Regions from separate parts of the Mus musculus genome. Here regions 1, 2, 3, 4, 6 and 7 are each linked to region 5. The links are chromatin contacts, called in public Hi-C, HiChIP or PLAC-seq, Micro-C and promoter capture Hi-C maps. All regions are on one chromosome and are shown on one strand. Each heading gives the region's core, a stretch centred on a gene start, on an enhancer-like site or on the middle of the called end of the contact. The rest is flanking DNA. Distances are from core to core; before and after follow the strand shown. Region 1 overlaps Mrc2 (mannose receptor, C type 2). Region 2 overlaps Tlk2 (tousled-like kinase 2 (Arabidopsis)). Region 3 overlaps Marchf10 (membrane associated ring-CH-type finger 10). Region 4 has its middle 25 kb from the start of Mettl2. Region 5 holds the start of Cyb561 (cytochrome b-561). Region 6 holds the start of Tex2 (testis expressed gene 2). Region 7 overlaps Ern1 (endoplasmic reticulum (ER) to nucleus signalling 1).

Region 1 (2,700 bases), core at 14-2,513, 600 kb after region 5:
CACTGAACCTACAACGTATGGATTCAGCTCATGGCTGGTGAATGAGCTCCAGGGGCCTATAAAACACAAATACACGTCTCCCTTTCTGTCTTAGGGTTACAGGTGATGGCACTCAATGTTGGGATTTTATTGGGGTGCTGGGAATCTTAACTCGGATCCTGGTGCTTGCGTGACTTTACCAAATGGACTATATCCCCAGGCCTCAGAGTCAATACGTGAGTGTCCAGGGCTTGACCATCCCTTGTCCCTAACCACTATAGAATGATGGGGCTTGCTGTCCTCTGGGCTTATGTGTACTTTGGAAAGTTGAGGCCCTGCGTCAGTCCTTGCTGCAAACTAATGTACTTGATGCCCTCCGGCCAAAGCAGATGCCCCTGTATATCAAGTAACCCTAGACCCAGCTGGACATCCAGCTGTGAGTCCAGCTATGGGCCCAGCTGTTGACCGAGATCCTGGCTTACCTCTAGGGAGCTTGCAGACAACTCCCATGGTGATGTTGGTACAAGCCCCGGGGCGCCACAGTCCGCTGCTGCTCTGGATCCAGTAGCAGCTGTTGTGGCTTAGCATGCTAGGGCCCAGGCCAGGGGGCCCCCAGTTAGAATAGTTCACAGCTGTGTTGTCTTGCCAGACCAGCGTGCCTCCTGTGGAAGGAACCCATTGGGAAGGTGTGGGAATGGGAATAGGTGGAAGGGGGGTTTCTAGGTGGGAGGCGATAACCACGATCCACTGCTGTACTTTCACAAGCCTGGAGACAGTGGTAAGCATCCCTCTTGCAGCCTGAGCCCTTCCCTTCCCGTACACAGAGCACCCACCTTTGGGGTTGAAGTTCATGCCCAACCAGGCACCTCGACTTTGGGCTTCAGCTGTCTGCAGGTGCTCCCAGACAAACACATTCTCCATCTCATCAAGAATGGACAGAACCGTCCCACCAGCTGGACACAAAGAAAGCCCATGTCAGGACAAGCAGATTCTCCTTATGGTGATAGACCCCCCCCCCAAACTACTTCCCCCCCCTCCCGCTTCACAGCAACCCCGGCACTCTTCTCTGGCAGCTCAAGTGCAAGATGGTGTGAATCTCAGCACTTGTGGACCGTGGGATATTCTGTAGATGACACAACATGGTCTGTGTATTAAACAGCGAGGGGAGCTTGAGATAAGTGCCTATAGGCAGAGGGGAAGTTCTTTCTCCAGGCCTCAGAGTCCCGGATCTGGGCTAGGCTGCTCTCACCCACCTTTCTGACAGCGCTGCAGCGCCTCCTTGTGGCCCAACAGCACCTCCATGTGGAAAGAATAGCAATGCTCCCTGAAGGGAATCCAGGACGAGTCAGCCAAGCCCTGAGGACAGCTGCCACGGTAGTTTATCCTTCGGGGTGGGGGCCCTGTTGGAGTGCAGAATTGAAGACGTAGCCCGAACATCTTCCCAGAACCACCTGCACCTGCGCAAGCCTTGGCCCTCACGGGTGGTACTCACCCCTGCTCACCCCACACACTGCCCCCTGCAGCTTGGTATCACAGCTGGTGGTGCGCCAGGTTCCATCCACATCCACGTAGGCACAGCCTCCCGAGTGCTGGGGCTCCTCATCTTGCCAGCTCACATAATTCAGAGGCTCCTCTGAGAGCCAGGAATACCTCCGTGAGCCCTGGGTATTAGGTAGCCATAGGTGAGAATAAAGGGAACATACTCTCAAGGTGGAAGGAGGAAGTGAAATCAAGGCAGAAGGTAGGGTGGGGGTAAGCGAGGCAAAATCTTGACCTAGGAGCCCACCTCCTCACTGGCCAGCCCGATCCACAGTGGTGTTTGCAGCCCCCGTGCAGCCTGTGTGAGGAAGGCTTGTGTGTAGGGATCGGGCACGTGTGCCAGGCTGGCATTTCGGCTCTCACACAGCAGGAGAGCATCTTTCCAGCGCAGTGGCTTCTGCAGCAGCCGGAAGGTGTGGTTGAGATAGGAGAGCTCAGCGCCCGGGGCAGGGGGTGTTGCTGCTGGGGATGGGCTTAGCGAGGGGTCTACAGGGAAAGGGGGCAGGACTCAGACCGAGCTCTGCCCCATCCACCCTTACCCCATTCCCAGGTATGAGACTAAGCTAGGGAAAACCAGACATCAGACTCAGAGCAGGTCTCCACTGGGGATGGCCAGTCGCCATCCTTATCAGTGAGCTTTCTATTTGCTAACATGCAGAAGGAGCTGGAGATGCCTTGACGTTGAACCTCAGGGGTTCTGACCCTAGACATAGCAGCATGTCACACACACACACCCCCCCCCCCCCCGCAGACCACCTGCTTCCCAAGCAGATACATGACTCTGGAGGGACCTCTATGGCCCCTGAAAAGAGATTCAATGTTTGGTTCCTTCTGGACCGGCCCAGAGCAGCTAGCCAGTGCAGGGGTGTCTCTGTGTAGCAGCTGCGTGTACCTGTGCCCTTCTGGCAGATGAAGCCATGCGTCTCCTCTGTGCAGCTCCGATCATCCCAGCGGCCAGTGAAGTGGGCTGAGGGGCTGTGCAGGATCACCGCACAGCTGGTCTGGGGGAAAAGGCTACTTAGGGGAACCTCAGTGGCTGCCCCATCTAAGGACAGCTGAGGCTGGAAGGGCGAGGTAGGGGAGAGGGGGACAGCGACAGAGAAAAGCACTGTGGTGTGGGTCCTCACCGGCTTGGTGCCACTGGGAGCAGGGCTGGGGCCAGAGGGCTCTCCTGGTGCCCAG
Region 2 (2,700 bases), core at 156-2,655, 680 kb after region 5:
TCAAGTTTGCATTTTGCTTAGACAAGAAGGGAAAGAATTTTATATGGTGGATGTTATGCATTTATAATCCTACTTGCAATATACAAATGGAGGCAGGAGAAGTTAAAGGTTATTATCATCTAGCAAAATGCTAGCCTAGCATACTTAAGACCCTGCTCTCAATGCCCCTCTCCCATCCCCAAGAGGCAGGAATACAACTCAAAATTTAACACAACAAGAATGTTTTAAGCTTCTTTTTAACCAAATAAATTATTTTGCTCCAAACAAAAGTGGGAAATCTCCCCCAAATAGAAAAACAATTTAATAAGACCTTACTAAGCAGGGCAATGCTTACTAACACTGAAGCATACTTCCTTTTCAATGTTAATCTAATGCTAAATTATCAAAGCACGCTTCAAAATCTATTATGTACTTGACCCAAGTTCAGAGAAGTTAGACACTTAACCAACTCACCCACTTTTAAAAACAGATTTACTTAGTGAACTGGAGTGACAAATGGTTTAAGCACCATGTGGGGGCTAGAAAATACACTCAGGTCCTTTGCAAGAACAACCAGTGTCTTAACTAATGGGCCATCTTTCCAGCCCCAACTTCAACTTATCATTATTTATAGCATAAAGCTCATAGCAGGATTTCCTATCACTTAGTTAAAATCAAATGTGGAAGTGTTAAAGATTTCTTCCCAGGCAAGACTGGAGGTCATAAGAACACCCCTTTCCCAATATGTCAACTGAGAAATGGCTGACAATCTCAGGTGCCACGATCCTCCCCTTCCCCCAAGAGGAAACAGTGAGAAGGTATAATAGACACACAATTCTAGTTAGAAGACCAAAGTTTAGACAAAGGAGGCAGTGTCTATCAGTCATTCCCTTTCTTCCTGATTTATTTTCATTTATATGTATGAACAAAAGTCTATGTGTATGTATGTGGGGGGGGGGAGATATCAAGGTAGTGCTGTGTGTGTGTGTGTGTCTGTGTGTGCCTGTGTGCATGTGTATCTGAGGAGGCTAGAACAAAGTGTCAGGTGCTCTGGAAATTGAGTAACAGACGAATATGGTGCAGGGAACTGAACTCAGGATCTCTGAAATAGACAGTGCTCTGAACCACTGACCCATCTCTCCAGCCACTTCACTTGATCTAATTCCAGTAGAAATGAGAGAAAGACAACCACTTGGCTGGGCATGGTAGCACATATCTAAAATCCTACCATTAAGAGGAGACAGAGGCAGAAGAATTGCTGTAAGTTTAAGGCCAGCTTAGTCTACACCATGAGACGCTGTCTCAAAGAATGTAAAACTAAAACTAAAACAGAACACCTCAATCTATAATCACGGAGGCTCAACCTGCTTGCCAAGAGTATCGAGAAGGAACCAGGGCCTAACTTCCTGCAGTTCCTCTGGTATGCAGTGTCACAGTTCTCTTAAGGTCAACAAGAAGCTAGATCTGAGTCTATGACTTTGCAAAATATGTACAGGTCCCAGCAGAGAAAGTGTTTTCAAGGTTGACCTGGTCCCTAGAAACACTGTTTTACAGTAGCTAATGACAGGTATTTGTAGAGAGATGCATATCCTAGATCAATACCATTAACTATTCTTGTAAGTCTCAATACAACACAATTTTCATTTATAATTGGTCAGAATATGTGGTTTCCTTCTCAAAAGTGTTTTTGGCATTCACTGCTGCATGCCATATATTCCTGACGTCAGGTGACTGGAATGGACTTTTAATAATGTATCTGGCTTCTCAGAAACATCTGGACTGCAGCTGCTTGTCATGTGAGCATGTGCACACAGGGAGTTTTACACAAGGCATTTATCATCCCTTGTCCTACCTCTGTCTAAAGCCTACTTCTCTCATGCTGAGTTCTGTTAGTGTGGAACAGAAAGACTTCCAGTTCCCTGGAGCACAGTAGGTTTAAAGCAAGACTGTTGAGGAAATATCTAACCTTCCTCTTAAGACTTAGGAAGTTAACTAAAAGGCTTCTTCAATACCTACTAATTTTTTCTCCTTCAAAGTCTTATGAGAAAAAAACAAAAACAAACATCTAAACAAAAAGCAAAACACCAAGGCCAAGGCTATTTCTGTAACTCAAAGCATTTGTTATTATCAAAAGGGGCTCGTCTTCTCCTTTCAGGGACAGAACCTGCCTCACTCAATATTCCTATCTATCACAAGGAGACAAAATTGCTCAGTGGGGAACGTATTAGCAAATTAAGTCTGGAGATTCCAAAACAAATGAGCCATGAACGTCAGTATTTAGAAGCTCAGGAGGGAATATGACAAAACCTGGCATTAGTGGAACAAAGAAATCCACGGCTGCATATGTAATAACTATTCATTCCAAAGAAACCACCCTTTAGCCCCGCAATCCCAAGGACAGAAAAGAAAAGGGATGCCATTTTACTGGCATTCTCAAGACAGGCAACCACAGGAAGCAGAGCACTACAATCACAGAAATTTGAAATATGAAAGTGGACGGGCCACAGGAAGGCACACTAAGACTCCATTCTTCCAGACCCACTGTCTCCTTCCCAGTTGACTAAGGGAATTATCACTGAGTTTCTACAGACAAACAATAGTTTCTAGGACCTAGTTTACTGTCTCTAGAAACAACAGGAGTCAGAAGCACAGGCTCCGAAGTGGATGGCTGTGTTTAAACTCAGCTTCTAATAGTCTCAAGTTCTGTAAGTAACAGTTTTA
Region 3 (2,700 bases), core at 105-2,604, 580 kb after region 5:
TGTGAGACTCTAAGAGAGAAAATGCTGAATTTATCAGCTTCCATTGGTTACAGGAATTGTAGGCCCATTTTGACTTTTTCCTGGGTTAAATTTCTTCCTCAGACCCTGAGTGTTCAATTAAAAACAAAACAAACAAACAAACAAACAAACAAAAAAAAACCAGGCTGGGTTTCTGCCAACCTGTCTTTGGAGGAATCTCATCCTCTCTGTGACCCAGGCCTGCCCTTCTGTAACCTCCCATGGTTTTAATGGTGACATAAATTCTTCATAGAAATATTAAAAAAAAAAAAAAAAAGGAAAAGGAAAAGGACCAGAAGCAGGAAATGATCCTTTGTTAACATTTCTGTGACTTCATTTTCATAATCCCATATCTTTTAAAGAACTTTTTTATTACACATTGAACTTCAAAGCATCTGGGTTGATGTGGGTCACAGATGGCCAGCAAACAGAAGCAACATCAGCCAGTGAGGCCACAAAACAAACATGCACAGACCCGACAGTGCAGTCTCGTGGGTGGAGATCAAGGCCCTACAGCATCGCATCGCAGGAAACTTCTGGCGAATCGCTCTGGACGAGGAATAAAGTGGTGTCAGAAGCAAGCTGGGAACCAGAGCGGAAGGGACCAGTTTCTCACACTTAACCAGCTCACATTTAACTTGGGAAGCCTTGAAATACATCTCACCCACTCCAAGCATGAAGCAGTGACTGGTTATAAACAGCCCGTGAAGAGGTTTCCACGGGGGCTGGAGAGACAGCTCAGCGGTTAAGAGTCGTGTTGCTCCTGAAGGAGACCCACATTAGCATTAGGGGGCTCACAACAGCCTAACTCCAGCGCTAGGAGTCCAACACCCTCTTCTGGCCTTCCTAGTCACTACACTCACACACACACACACACACACACACACACACACACACACACACACACACACAGAGAGAGAGAGAGAGAGAGAGAGAGAGAGAGAGAGTACATGTCAAAGAATCCCAAAACCTTCCTTGATGAGGAAACCCGTGTTGAAAGCAGACACACACACAGACCAGATCCCATTACAGATGGTTGTGAGCCACCATGTGGTTGCTGGGAATTGAACTCAGGACCTCTGGAAGAGCAGTCAGTGCTCTCAACCTCTGAGCCATCTCTCCAGCCCTCAATCTTTTAAAAAAAGAAACATCATCACGAAAACAGGAAGCTAGTAGAGTGTCAAATCCACTTGCTTCTGGATTTTGTGTCGGGATTCCCAGAACTGGAGTAGGTAGCCTTTGGCAAAGGGGATGGACTGAATCCAGAAGAGACGCCTCACTCCTTTGCTAGCGGGACTGGAGAAGTTCCCCATAGCAGGCTTCTTGCTTGTGTCATGATGAGACCCTGTGACACAGGCTCTCAAGGGTGGTGACTGTCACTTCCTCAATGCAGCATGCACTGTGCTGTCCTGGGGGGCTGAGGTGATAGATCACTTTCCTATCAGTGTGATAAAATACCTGGAAAAAAAAGACAGACAGGAAGGCAGACAGACAGATAGACAGCAACTGAAGGAAGGATTTATTTTTGGTGCATAGTTCGAGGGGACATATATTCAACAGAGCAGGAAGCACGTGGTGGTGAGCCCAGCTTGTCTGAGGCGGCAGGATCAGGAGAAAACCCACTCACATCTCAGCAGACTAGAAAGCGTAGAGAGGTGAATAGTGGCTTTTCTCTTTTAACGTTTTGTTGTTTGGTTTTTTGAAGCAAGAGCTTTCTGTGTATCCCCACTTGGCCTGGAACTCAATATGTAGACCAAGCAGGCTGGCTTATGACCTCACAGGTCTGTCTGCTCCCCCCTCTCTGTGTTCTGGGAGTAAAGGTGTGTGCCACCATGCCTGATTCCTTTTATTCTTTACTTAGTCCTAGACAACAGCCCATGGGATGGCTCTACTCCCATTCAGGGTGGGTCTTCCTCCCTCACAGACACACCCATGATGAGCCTCATTAACACCCTAGGTGTTTCTTAATCAAGCCAGCAATGGGAACCAACTCTCACAGATGAGACTCAATCAAAGAAAGTGACTGTATGTGATACTCTGATGCCTCCCTTTCTTTGAGGATCTTAAGATCAAGTTGAGAGACAAAATCCATATCTCTATAACGTTGGGGGTCCAGGAGTCACCTCACAACCCACATGAACACCAACCTCAGTCAGAGATGGATTGTTTGTGAAGTATAGGCCCAGGGCTGGTTGATCAGGGCCACGATCCAGGCTCAGGAGCTGAGTTAAGATCCTACAGGGCTTTAAGCCTAAAATCCACCAACATCTGGGCCAAGTTATTCCACTAATCAGGATTTAGGGATAGGGATTTCCTTGGGAACACGTCTTTGTTGTACACTTATGCTGCCCTCATTGGTTGGGGTATTCAACTGAGGTAGGGGACTTGCCTTGTCTAACATTCATGTCTTAACTTGCCAACCAGGATGTCAGTTTCCCACATACATGTCTCTGCCAAGTAGGATGTCAGTTCCCAGGGAGGTCTTAGGAACTTAAACTCTATTCAACCACTACTCAGAACAGAAGTCTTATTCCAGACAGTTTCTTATATTGGTGCGGGTGTCTCTCTTATGTTGGAGGTCCATCCCAGGGGTAACTTATAAAATCAAATACCATAAAAGCTCACACACAGGCGCAGGAAGTGCTGCTGGGTAGTTGGTTGGGGTCCAAGCTTATTGTGGGT
Region 4 (2,700 bases), core at 187-2,686, 790 kb after region 5:
GTGCTCCATGCCGTACATTTAGAAACCTTATGGTTGTAGAATAGGCATTCAGGAAGGGTGGTGTCACTGTGCCCTGGGGGGCCGTGTGGGCCTCTGGTGAAAGGGGCACACCCATCTGACACGTAACTCTGGCCCGCTTGGGTGGTGTTGTAGTAATTTGAGCTATCTCTGTGTTCCATGACCATTGCGACTGACCGGTCAGAGATGGTGTCTCCCGCAGAACTAGTGAGGGTAACCTTTAAAGTCAGTGACAAAAGCAAGTGACAAAGCCAGAGTGTTCCTCCTGCTTTCCTGTTAGTGTCTGTGGTGCAGAAAAGTGTGTCTCCTAAGGACCAGAATTCTCTAATCTGATCACAGCACATTATCGCACACAAGAAATTAAACCACAAAATTATCTAACATGAACCTAAGGCCTCATACATGCAAAGGAGGCATATCTTCACTGAGCCACGACTCTAGCTTTATGGGTATCCCATCTCCCCTGCCCCCCCCCCGCCACCCCCCCTCCCCCCCACCCCCCACCCCCACCCCCGCCCCGTTTCTCTGTGTAGCCCTTGCTATCCTGAAACTTGCTCTGGAGGCCAGGTTGGCCTCGAACTCAGAGATCCACCTCTGCCTCTGGAATGCTGGGAGTAAAGGTGTGCGCCACCCTCCCCACCCCCACAGCCTTGTGGCTATTTTTTTTTTTTTTTTTTTTTTTTACTTTATATTTCAGCCAAGTTCTAGGCTCCCTTGACAAGCTGACTATCCTTCACTCATCCCTGCTGGACTTCCAGACCTACCCACCTTCAGATTGTTCTTCCCCAAGGACTGACTGGTCCGAGGGCCAATCGCTGGTGGGGCGGGAATAGGCTGTGGGGGTGAGCTGGAAGGTGTTAACAAGGGCAGTATCCCCCGGGCCTCGTGGAAGCACAGTCACTTCCTCCAGGTGCAGAAAGCTGAGCCTGCGGCTTTAAACACAGTGCCACTGCAGCCAGCTTCTAGCAGCAGGAGCCTTCATTACCGCCCCCCCCCCCCCCAGGCTTTAAGGTATTTCCAGTTGGAAGTGCACCTGCCCTACAGTGGGTCAGAACAGAAACCTCAATGCTTTTCTCCCCCATCCCAAGAACGCAGCAGCAGCAGCACCTGCTGCTTGCCCTGATCCTCCCACCCCCCCATCACTGTCCACCTCTAGAGCGTGGGTATTCCGTAATCCCCACACCTCTTCTCCCAGCAGCACAGCTAATCGTCAAGCATGATCAGGCCGCTCCTCTCAGGCAGCTTCTCATAGTAATGAGTGTCCCGGCTCTGGGGGGGGGGGGGGGGGGTACCTGGCGGTCCAGCCTTGCCCTTTCTTTTCAGCTTGCTCAGCACTTCCGGCCCGCTGTTAGCTTTGAGTGGAGGCTTCCCACCCAGGGGCTGTTGGAGCACGTGCTTCAACCTCAACCTGCAGTTGTGCACCCTGCTGTCCTCTTCTCAGTCTCCTGACCGCCAAAGCTCCCTGGCTCACCCTGTGTGGAGCCTGATACCTAGAAATGGCTTCCTCCCATTTTTAAGCATCCTAGGGAAGGACTTGATCCGCCAGAAAGCAGGTTACAGGCAGAAACAAGAGCACCAGAAAATCCCTTGTTCCTTTAGGGGCTGGAACCTGGGAAGAGGAACGTGCGCAGGCTGTGGACCGCAGTCTGCAGTGTGCTTGGCTTTTTATTGGGAACTATTTTATTTTTTTCAACATAGATTTCCTAGGAGAAAGAGGAGGAGGGGGAGGGCTGAGAAAAGAAGACAGATTTCTTCCCCTCATTTCTACTACCTGACTCTAACTAGTTAATCCTGTTTTAGTGTCCTCTCCGCACAGCCTCCAGCCTTAGCTCTTCCTGCTGCTCAATCCATGGTACAGACTGCCATCTTGGTGACTCCTCCCCTTTGTCTGCCTCTTAGTTTCAGGCTGTGTCTCAGGCCTCAGAGATCGCCACGTGATGCCTACGGGTGGCTGGCATCTGCACAGCTCCCTCTAAGCCTTCAGGTCTCCTGACCCTCTGGGTGAAGCCATCATTGGGGGTTAGTTTCCCTGATGGTTTCTCACACTCTGCCTCCTGCATGAGCAGCACCAATCCTACCTGTGTACTGGTTACCTGTGTTCCATTCTGTCTGTCTTTCCCATCCTCAATCTTTCCTGTCCTGCTGGCCCACCCCACCCCCCACCCCCTGCCCTCATCCACTTTTCTTTATTCTCTGTTCTCCCTTCATCCACTCTCTTTCCAGGGAGAGGTTTTATTTGTCATTTTCTCTGTTCTCTCTCTCTCTCTCTCTCTCTCTCTCTCTCTCTCTCTCTCTCTCTCTCTCTCGTTTCTTCTTGAGACAAGGAGGTCTCTCTCAAGTAGTCCAGGCTGCCCTCAAACTCACTATGCTGTCAATGATGACTCTTCCACGTCTACCTCTCAAGTGCTGGGATTAGTCATCCCATCACGCCATGCCAGGTTTATAAAGGCTTGGAGGGAGATGTGCAAATGCCAGCCACCCTTTGCTGGAGGTCAAAGCTAGGCAAGAGCTCTCCTCAACCCTTGGAATGCATTTCTCAGTATCACCCTAAGTGCCTTGTGTACTGTTCTGTGCTGTAGAATATTTGATTACACTGGGAACCCCTGTGATCATACTCTGAGATTGTGTTATTTACTAAAAAACAAAACAAAACAACAACAAAACCCTTGTCTAGTTGTGGTG
Region 5 (2,732 bases), core at 11-2,510:
ATTTCTAAGATAGAAATGTAACTAGGAATCCTGGTTTTCCCCTCAGCTTTCTGCACTGGGTAGCCCTGGGGAGAAAGAATGTGCCAGGTGGGAGTGGGTCTGCCTTAGGTCTGGCGTCCTGGTTATGAGGACAAAATTTATTCTGCTCGGTGCCTTTTTTTGCTCCTTAAGGCCTTTCGCTCAGAGACCCCCTCCCTGCATCGTGAGTGTGTGTGAGTGTATGTGTGGTCGTCATAACTCTAGTCTTTCCCATACTGCCACACTGGCGGTCAGGAAATGCACTGTGAAGCAGTCAGCTTGGAGACTTGAAGGAATGAGGTAGGGGATGATCCAACAAAGGACTCTCCCAACAGGAGCCTCCCCGGGTCTTGGAAGGCACTTTAAGACCAACACTTAAACAAGATTCCATCCTGCCAAAATCGGTCCCTCCTTTTCCTCCCAGGAGCCCAAATATACCCAGCAAACAATGAGAAATGGCTCAGCGCCATGTTTAGTTTATAAGCATGTATTTATTGCCTGCACCACCAAGGAAGCTGTTGCTTACCTTAAAAAGCCCATTAGCTTCTGCCAGACGAAAAGTTACCATAAGGTAATTCCGGTTTTTGGTTCTCTCTCAACCGTACACTAGACAGCATACCCACCCTCTAAGAAGGAGCCCCCGCCCCAATTCTGGCTTCTACCAGTGGGCAGCTCCCAGCATGCTGAGGTGTTCCAGGGACTGCCTTCACAGTCATGCTTTGCCTCACAAGGTAAAATACCCCATTTCTCTCCTCCTCTCCGTGAGTCTGGCCAGGCATCCAACAGGAAAGAACCTTTTGTTCCCAGCTTGTAGGAAGTCTGAGCTAGGCTCTTATCTATTCGTAGCATTTCCTGGATAGCGGGCCAGGATCTGCTAAGCTCCCAGCCTTGGTCTTGGCAACAGTCTTAAGTACAGACCTTGGCATACACCAGGTCTAGGACTTAAATGAGAAGTTGGAAGGACACAATTTACCCTTAGATTGGTGTCTCTGTCTCTCTCTCTCTCTCTCTCTCTGTGTGTGTGTGTGTGTGTGTGTGTGTGTGTGTGTGTGTATCCTGGAGTGGAAAAAATGGGAGGCAAACTGTATCAACAACAGTGTCTATGTGGTCAATGTGGCTGGTGTGCAGATGCGGAAGGGCAGGGTTATTCCCAGCCTTCCAGTAAAGTGTAAAGTGCCATCTCCGCCCACGAGGGCTGGAAGAGGTGACCCTGGGTTCCCGGAGCTGAGCTTGGGCCCAGGCCAGGCCTGACACCTAGCGGCCTCCTGGGTTTGGGCGTGGAGAGTAGCGAGCGAGAAGCTAGAGACCGGGAACCCGGGCGCCGAACCCGCGCCGCTAACCTTCCCCGCACGCCGGTCCCGAGCCAGTCCGGAGCCAGTCCCGAAGCTGCTGGAGTTCGGGTCCTGAGTGCGGGTCGGTGTAGCCGAGGTGCCCTACCGAGTGCCGGCGCCTGGCGGGACTTCCGGCGCAGGTGACCGTCGCCTCCTCGCGCGCGCTACCGCTTCCCCGCCGCCGCCCCGTCTCCATGGCGACGCCGTCGCGCCGAGGCTCGTGGAACCTGCCGAGCGTCCGGGGCGCGGCGCGTGGACGCGCGCAGGCCTGGCGGCGGCGGGACAAGGTAGGCGACGGGGAGGTGGGGAGCCGAGTTCCGCGCGGAGGGGCGGAGGGGACTGTGGCCAGGTGAGGCAGGGCTTCGAGCCGCCCTTCCGCGCGCACCTGCCCGCACCGACCCGGCGCTGCCCGGCTTGTCCCCTGACGCGGGTGTTGTGCTGCTGGCACCCGGCAAGGCAGCCGGGGGAGCGCGGGCCGCGTCTGCCCGAGTTAGAATGGGGACTGCTGGTGACTTGAATTCAAGTCCAGGGGCCTGCGGCTGTACTGTAGAACAAAGTGGGTGGGAGTGGACCAATCTGCATTCGCCACGACTGAGCTCCCACTGTCCCCGCGGCCGGTCCCTGCGCTCAGGTGCGGGCCTGGTGGATCCTCTTTCTCTTCTTCCGCATCCCACCGTCCTCGGGCAGGATAACTAGTTCCTATCCTGGCAGAACGCCTGGCTTCGTGCTTTGGCCTTGGAAGTGACTCAGGGGCGGAACTTCTCGGAGAGAGGGATCTGCTGCCGCCTCTGACTCCTGGAGTGGTAGCCAGGCCACCTCCCCCTTTCCGGTCACTTCTCTTCTTACCCTTACCACCTTTCCACAGGCGCTGCAGCACCACAAGTCACAGACACTTTTGGTTGCCCTTCCTTTTTTTGTCTTGGCAATTTTCTTTAAGAAAAGCCCCATCTCCGATACCTGAGTTCTGTCCGCTTCTTAACAAAACAAAAAGCAAAGTGTTCTCACCTCCCTTAGATACCTTGATTGCTCCTCAGCACTTGGATCTGGGAGGAAAATACTGGACTGCTCCAACCCCACCCCTTGTAGGAGGAGCTCCTGGAACCAGAAGTAGAGTTGCACACAGATGCCCTGCCCTGCCATTGTCCCTGGGTAGGCAGAGCCCAGGTTTCTTGAACTTACAGACATCTGAATGCTGGGATTAAAGGCCATGCCAGGCCTTGCGTTCCATTTTCTAATCGCCTCACAATTAATTAGAGTACAAGTGGGAATATGAAATTTCAGACATTAAAATTACCACCTAGGTCACTTGTGGTGACAAGAGGCTGTGTTCCTAGAATGTGGGAGCCTGATGCAGGGAGACTGAACGTTTAAAGCCAGCAGACC
Region 6 (2,700 bases), core at 89-2,588, 670 kb before region 5:
GTTTTAATTTCACAGCAATGAGAGACTCGAAAGAGTATGGCCCCTAGCCGGGCGTGGTGGCGCACGCCTTTAATCCCAGCACTTGGGAGGCAGAGGCAGGCGGATTTCTGAGTTTGAGGCCAGCCTGGTCTACAGAGTGCGTTCCAGGACAGCCAGGGCTACACAGAGAAACCCTGTCTTGAAAAACCAAAAAAAAAAAAAAAAAGCATGCCCCCCCAGAGCGCCCCCTACTGGAATCTCCTGGGGAAAGAATGTTGAAAAATAAACGGCCCAGACCCAGTCATTGCAAAGTTGAGACATGCTAGAGTCCTCTGGGATGGGCTGATGCTGAAGTTTGGGACCCACTCATTTAGAAGGCAAAGTTGATAAGCAAAGACACTCTCACAACCTGCCCCTGTGCTATGAGGGACCTGCGGGACCTGCCTACCCTCTGCCCCCTCCACCCCTCCCTTTACCCTGTAAGGAACTGATGGGTGTAAAAATAGCCTCCACCATTCCAAGCACATTTTAAGCGAGAACTCATTTTTAAAAGTCACCTTCCTTTATCTGGGCCCTAGACACGATCCCTCTAAGGTAAACTTATGTTATCCAGGTGTAGTGGTGTATGCCTATAGTCATAGCGGTAGAGGCAGAGGCAGGAGGCTAAGAGTTCAAGGCTATCTTCAGCTACATATCAATTCTGAAAACAGCCTAGTCTACAGGAGACCCTGTATTAAAAAAAAACCCAAGATCATAATATATGATATATTTACGTCACACGAATTCTAGGCGCTAATTCTACTAATCAGTTTGCGATTGGTTGTTACGGTCAGGTGTGGAGGAGGAGCTCAGACATCCAGTTTCTGGAACTAGCAGGGATTGATAAAGTCCGACGTCCTCCTAAGACCTCTGTTCCTAAGAATCTGCCTAGCCAGACAGTTTCCCTCACGGCTTGGAGGCACTTGTTGCTAAATTGCAGGAAGAGGAAATTAAGAAATGCAAAGAGCTGGGGAAAGCGCCTCAGTTTCAATTGGGAGAGTGCAACGCTCGCTCCTCCCACTGGGATTCTGCCAGGTAACCCGCAGTTTTTCGCGGCCTCCCCTTCTTTCCAGTCCGCAGCGCCGCAGCCCCTTTAACAGCCCTGACCGATCGCTGGCCGATCCTCCAGGCCCGTCGCGGGCGCGCGGCACTGGCTGGATTGGTCATGTCTGGTGCGCGGCTGGCCCCGCCCCCTCCGCCCTGTGGTTGGGCGGTGGGGGCCGCGGCCGCGGGGCGGGTCCGCCGGCGGGGCGGGACGGCCGGTGCCCGGGGGCGGGCGGGCAGCAGCACGGCGGCCCCAGCCAGAGCCGGAGCTGGAGCTGGAGCAGGAGCCGCGGCGGCCGCCAAGTACGGGCGCCGGTGTAGTAGGATGAGGCAGCCAGCGGATCCGGGGTGAGCGCGCTCCGGGCCAGGTGGGGCGACGGGCGGAGCAGGCCCTGACTGGGTGGCCCGGCTACGGGACACCGGCAGCTCCCGCAGCCGTTGGCGCAGCGGGGCTCGGTCCCTTCCACACTACCAGGGCTCGGGACGCCGGCATGGGTGGCCCCGGGAGAGACCTTCCCTGCTTGGGGGCCGGGCAGGGCGGAGTCGCCCCGGGGCGGGAGGTGCAAGCCGTCAGGTCCCAGCCTAGCGTCCGCGGCTCGGTGTGGGTCCGGGAAAGCAGCATTCACACGCTCGTTGAAGGAAAACACTTGTCACCTCTGTGCGTGGGGCCCTTGCCGTCCTCCGCCCCCTGGGCCACCGTGGGAGAAGCTTGGGAATGGAGGAGCGCGGTTACTTTTGCGCGAATCTGTCAGTGGCTGTCGGCGCCTCGCTTGTTTTTCTCCCAACTCCTGGCGGACACCGGGGACCGAGGGGTGGCTTGTGTGCTTTCAAAGGGAGGTGGCGGCGTACCAAAAACCGGGGAGATCGGAAGGTTAACAAGTGACATTGGGCTGAGGCCTAACGCTAGCTGCCCCGCTGGGAGCATGGAGATGACGGTGGTGGAGACCGGGGGACCGATGCAGGGACAGGAGCTGCCGGCTCCATTGCACCACATGCCACTCCGGAGTGCCGACTCTACGCGCGGGAGTTGGTGCAAGGGAGTTTTTCCCCCACTGAAAAACGATTTTTGGAAAACTTAGCCCCTCAGTGGGTTGATGGTTACCTAAACCATCAGTTGTTATGGTTACACGGCATCAAATTTAAGGGCAAAGTCTGTTAAACACCCTCGCTCTTTTTTTTCCCCTTAGAGCTAAGGAGTACTTACTTTGTCATTAGATTTCATAGATGAGGAGGACATATTTTTTTAGAGTTAAAGGAAAAGTGTGACAACCTGAAGACACAGGTTGTGTCCTGTTCCGGTGTGAGGTCCAAATGTCTTGACACCATTGCTCAATTGAGAGGAATTGTCTTTTCAGGAGCTAGATTAAATCCAAAGAGAAAGTGAATTGTATGTGGAAAATAACAAGGGAAACTGAGGGACAAGTGATCTCTGGCGCTTGGGGAAGGGAGTTTGAAGGGTCTGGATTTATTGGCCGGTGAGAAACGTTTCTGTTAGCTTTTCCCAACCCTTAAATGGTTTCAGTATCTTTTCAGAGTCTTCCAAACAGATAAATGTCTTCAGGCTACGAGAATGAAGCCAGAGTGTGGCTGATCTTTGCTCCTTGGGCTCCCAGGGAGGGGACATGAAGGCTTGGAGAG
Region 7 (2,700 bases), core at 180-2,679, 540 kb before region 5:
GGTTTTGAAACCATTTAAAGTTTCGCCTGAAGAGTGTTCATAAATCAAGAGCTAACGTATTAATTGTCCTTTTAGAGGCTTCTGTTCTTTTTCCTGGTTTGTCCTTGCAGCTGTTTTTCTTAGGAAGATGAAAGTACCAGTTGACAGCAAACTTATTACTTTGGTAGTTTTTTTTCCCCCTCTACAAACATACCTGAACCTGTTCTTCAAAAGAAATAAGTGTCACTTTCAAAATAATTGCTTCTTCAGGGTCAATTTACAGTTATACAAATCTGTCTTCCCGTGGGCAGTGGTGGCGCACGCCTTTAATCCAAGCACTTGGGAGGCAGAGGCAGGCGGATTTCTGTGTTCGAGGCCAACCTGGTCTACAAAGTGAGTTCCAGGACAGCCAGAGCTACACAAAGAAACCCTGTCCCTGTCTTGAAAAACCAACCTTCCCCCCCCCCCAAAAAAAACCCCAAATCTGTCTCCCCTCCTAAAGAAAACCCCAAATCTGTCTCCCCCCCTTAACATTTTGATTATAACAATTATAACTTTCTAATCATGTAGTTTACTTATCTACTATTAAGTAACTTTAAAAATAACATAACTTTTTTTGGGGGGGGGGCAGGGTCTCTCTGTATAGCCTTGGCTGTCCTGGAAATCATTAAGTAGACCAGGCTGGCCCTGAACTCAGAGATTCTCCTACATCTTACTCTTGGGGGTGGGGTGGGATTAAAGGTGTGTGCTACCATAATAACTTTATGCACCAAAATAACTTTAAAATTTTTGTTTTGTTTTGGAGACATGATTTCCCTATGTAGTGCTGGCTGGCCTGGGACTCAAAGTATAGACTAGGCTGGCCTAATCAAACTTGTGTGATCTCTTGTCTCTGCCCCCCTAACTGGGATAAGATGTCCTGCCAAAACAGTTTTAATAACCCTAAACCAAGAAGGAATCTTTTTAAAAATACATATATCTACTCTTAAACCAATTATCCTTATATAACTTAAAACAGCTCCCAGTTCTTTCTAGCCGTCACCAAATACAACTTCTACATGAGTCATATTGCAGTTTGACCACAACTGCTACTACTTTGTTCGCAGTTTATTGCAAACACTTGGGTTAGATTTTTACTTGTTTATTAAAGTGTTGCAATCTGACCCACCCTCAGATCATCAGGACTTCCTCCTGCTTAGGGGATTCAGAAGTATAGTCGTTGAAAGGATCCTTGTTTCCAAAAAATGTTAGAAATGTTTCAAGCTGCAGTAACATATATGAATCAATGTGTACACTCTTGGGGTTTCTGGGGTCAGTGTAGAAGACAGGTCCATTCAGTCTTAGCCATCTGACCCAGTTCATCAAGAGTGCAGTGCCGGTCCCTCAGTGACAGTCGGAACCCTTGCCCTCTGGATAGAGGTTAGAAAGCCAGGGTCAGGGAAGTCTGGTCATCTGTCCTGGGTTATATGTGAACCTTTGAACCTGATCTTCTTGCTTCTCTACAGAGAGCTGTCCACTACCCCAGCCCTTTGCAGTTCTTTGGTCCTGGGGCTTATGTTAAGTCTGAGGAGGAGACTAGGAGGTTGCCATGAGGCTCTGGGTTTGAAGGACCCTCGGGTAGGCTTGCTGGTAAGCTGGAAGTGCTTACTTACTAAATGTGTCTATTCCTCCCACATGAGCTGTGGCCGCCTACCCTGTGCTGTAGTGTGGAGCTTCAGCATGAGCTACACATGCTGCCTCACTTCATCTGGGACGCTCCGTCAGGAGACAGGCCATCTTTAGTGGGCTGACCCAGCTTCAGAGGGTGAAGATCAAGAAACCACTAGGCCAGATTTGCAGTTTAAGCTCATTTCTTTAAGGTCTAATAATAACCAAGCAGGTGCATGTTTTTCAGTAACTTTTTGCCTAGTAATGTGTCTGAAATATCAAAACTGAAAACTCACGTCGTAGAAGTCCTGGACAAAGTTCTCATTAACAACCCTGCCAAAGTCTTCACCAGGAAACCCCACCTCCCAAGCAGTTTTGTCACCAAAGTGGGCCTGTGATGACAGGAAGGACCTGACCATGGCAGTGACCCTGGGACCACAGAGGAGGGACTCAGATTAGTCTAGGTGAACCAAGGAGAGTATAACGGGGGTGAGGAAACAGGAAGGTGCCCTGGGCTTGTGTGTGTGTGACTTCTTGCTGATTTATGCTAAAGCCTGAGAAACAACCCTGCCTTGCTTTTATATTTTTTATTTCTTGCCTCCTCTATGGAGTTTTGCATGCTGTGTTAGCCATACGCACTGTAGTATAGGCACTCAGCAAATAAAGATTGAATTTCCCCTTGAACTTTGTTAAGGGTCCAGAAAGCAAGGAACTATTTTATTTTATTTTATTTTATTTTGGAGACAGGGTTTCTCTGTGTAGCCCTGACTTTCCTAGAACTCCCTGTGTAGACCAGGCTGGCCCATAATTCAGAGATGTGCATCCCCAGTGCTGCCAACACTGCCCAGAGCAAGGGGCTGCTATTTTAACATAAAGCAAATGGCTTGTGGATTTAGGGTTGAGATGGGGAAAGATGTCACTTTGGTTGTCTCTATTCTATAATCTTTAAAAGGATTTCAGTGATAATGTACACTTTTATTCAACTAGAGGGCCTTTCAGAACATTTTCTTGAGCTCTTCCTGTCGGCACCCATGGGGTTAATGGGGGTGATCAGTGCAGTCCATTTCATTCCTC

The links. Promoter capture Hi-C pulls out the DNA fragments that hold promoters and counts their contacts. Hi-C and Micro-C count contacts between places; a contact is called where the count stands out from the background. HiChIP or PLAC-seq counts read pairs in DNA pulled down with a chosen protein or histone mark.
Region 1: a contact with region 5 is called in an H3K4me3 HiChIP or PLAC-seq map of forebrain, with 13 times the contacts expected there. The contact joins the enhancer-like site here to the promoter of Cyb561 in region 5. A contact is called at or near these places in 11 of 39 promoter capture datasets (the HPC-7 cell line, HPC-7-derived erythroid cells, cranial neural crest and 6 more), 2 of 484 Hi-C or Micro-C datasets (bone marrow-derived macrophages and embryonic stem cells) and 20 of 115 datasets of contacts at active chromatin or transcription factors (SST interneurons, T-cell acute lymphoblastic leukemia, differentiating embryonic stem cells and 11 more).
Region 2: a promoter capture Hi-C map of hippocampal neurons shows a contact between it and region 5, with 7 times the contacts expected there. The contact joins the enhancer-like site here to the promoter of Cyb561 in region 5. A contact is called at or near these places in 8 of 39 promoter capture datasets (3T3-L1-derived adipocytes, the C10 cell line, embryonic stem cells and 5 more), 1 of 15 datasets of contacts at CTCF or cohesin (the NIH/3T3 cell line) and 7 of 115 datasets of contacts at active chromatin or transcription factors (the NIH/3T3 cell line, embryonic basal ganglia, embryonic forebrain and 3 more).
Region 3: a contact with region 5 is called in a Hi-C map of bone marrow-derived macrophages, with 21 read pairs. The contact joins the enhancer-like site here to the promoter of Cyb561 in region 5. A contact is called at or near these places in 10 of 39 promoter capture datasets (the HPC-7 cell line, cranial neural crest, embryonic stem cells and 5 more), 1 of 484 Hi-C or Micro-C datasets (bone marrow-derived macrophages) and 16 of 115 datasets of contacts at active chromatin or transcription factors (SST interneurons, bone marrow-derived macrophages, differentiating embryonic stem cells and 12 more).
Region 4: a contact with region 5 is called in a promoter capture Hi-C map of embryonic stem cells, with 5 times the contacts expected there. The contact joins the enhancer-like site here to the promoter of Cyb561 in region 5. A contact is called at or near these places in 2 of 39 promoter capture datasets (embryonic stem cells and stem cell-derived epiblast-like cells), 3 of 115 datasets of contacts at active chromatin or transcription factors (all in embryonic stem cells) and 1 of 9 other capture datasets (embryonic stem cells).
Region 6: a Micro-C map of embryonic stem cells shows a contact between it and region 5, with 2.4 times the contacts expected there. The contact joins the promoter of Tex2 here to the promoter of Cyb561 in region 5. A contact is called at or near these places in 3 of 39 promoter capture datasets (maxillary cranial neural crest, pre-B cells and stem cell-derived epiblast-like cells), 2 of 484 Hi-C or Micro-C datasets (embryonic stem cells and pro-B cells) and 3 of 115 datasets of contacts at active chromatin or transcription factors (embryonic stem cells, epiblast stem cells and pro-B cells).
Region 7: a FOXA1 HiChIP or PLAC-seq map of pancreatic cancer cells shows a contact between it and region 5. The contact joins the enhancer-like site here to the promoter of Cyb561 in region 5. A contact is called at or near these places in 2 of 39 promoter capture datasets (embryonic stem cells and pre-B cells), 1 of 484 Hi-C or Micro-C datasets (the G1E-ER4 cell line) and 4 of 115 datasets of contacts at active chromatin or transcription factors (T-cell acute lymphoblastic leukemia, embryonic stem cells, epiblast stem cells and 1 more).

Annotation. Positions count from the first base shown.
Region 1 is chr11:105,346,539-105,349,238 of GRCm38.p6, reverse strand. It overlaps Mrc2 (mannose receptor, C type 2), which reads right to left. Exons shown (of 30, transcript NM_008626.3): 22 at 2,646-2,700; 23 at 2,411-2,519; 24 at 1,766-2,004; 25 at 1,472-1,640; 26 at 1,233-1,379; 27 at 813-932; 28 at 462-641. Among named protein-coding and RNA genes, the nearest start is that of Mrc2, 55 kb to the right of the region's middle. Within about 2 kb of position 1,263, at least 22 of the 459 cell types and tissues checked have an H3K27ac peak or open chromatin away from gene starts, as enhancers often do. A contact at or near this core is called in SST interneurons, forebrain, heart atrium and 1 more, where this site is marked.
Region 2 is chr11:105,260,871-105,263,570 of GRCm38.p6, reverse strand. The region is part of intron 16 of Tlk2 (tousled-like kinase 2 (Arabidopsis)); the gene reads right to left. Among named protein-coding and RNA genes, the nearest start is that of Mrc2, 30 kb to the left of the region's middle. Within about 2 kb of position 1,405, at least 26 of the 459 cell types and tissues checked have an H3K27ac peak or open chromatin away from gene starts, as enhancers often do. A contact at or near this core is called in the NIH/3T3 cell line, where this site is marked.
Region 3 is chr11:105,367,700-105,370,399 of GRCm38.p6, reverse strand. The region is part of intron 10 of Marchf10 (membrane associated ring-CH-type finger 10); the gene reads left to right. LOC115487808 (a long non-coding RNA gene) reads right to left here. Exons shown (of 2, transcript XR_003949780.1): 2 at 369-2,700. Among named protein-coding and RNA genes, the nearest start is that of Mrc2, 76 kb to the right of the region's middle. Within about 2 kb of position 1,354, at least 8 of the 459 cell types and tissues checked have an H3K27ac peak or open chromatin away from gene starts, as enhancers often do. A contact at or near this core is called in bone marrow-derived macrophages, where this site is marked.
Region 4 is chr11:105,150,122-105,152,821 of GRCm38.p6, reverse strand. No RefSeq gene overlaps it. Among named protein-coding and RNA genes, the nearest start is that of Mettl2, 25 kb to the right of the region's middle. Within about 2 kb of position 1,436, at least 60 of the 459 cell types and tissues checked have an H3K27ac peak or open chromatin away from gene starts, as enhancers often do. A contact at or near this core is called in embryonic stem cells, where this site is marked.
Region 5 is chr11:105,943,015-105,945,746 of GRCm38.p6, reverse strand. Cyb561 (cytochrome b-561) reads left to right here and starts at 1,260. Exons shown (of 6, transcript NM_007805.5): 1 at 1,260-1,636.
Region 6 is chr11:106,611,568-106,614,267 of GRCm38.p6, reverse strand. Tex2 (testis expressed gene 2) reads left to right here and starts at 1,338. Exons shown (of 12, transcript NM_198292.3): 1 at 1,338-1,410.
Region 7 is chr11:106,479,135-106,481,834 of GRCm38.p6, reverse strand. The region is part of intron 1 of Ern1 (endoplasmic reticulum (ER) to nucleus signalling 1); the gene reads left to right. Among named protein-coding and RNA genes, the nearest start is that of Ern1, 7.3 kb to the left of the region's middle. Within about 2 kb of position 1,429, at least 65 of the 459 cell types and tissues checked have an H3K27ac peak or open chromatin away from gene starts, as enhancers often do. A contact at or near this core is called in the G1E-ER4 cell line and pancreatic cancer cells, where this site is marked.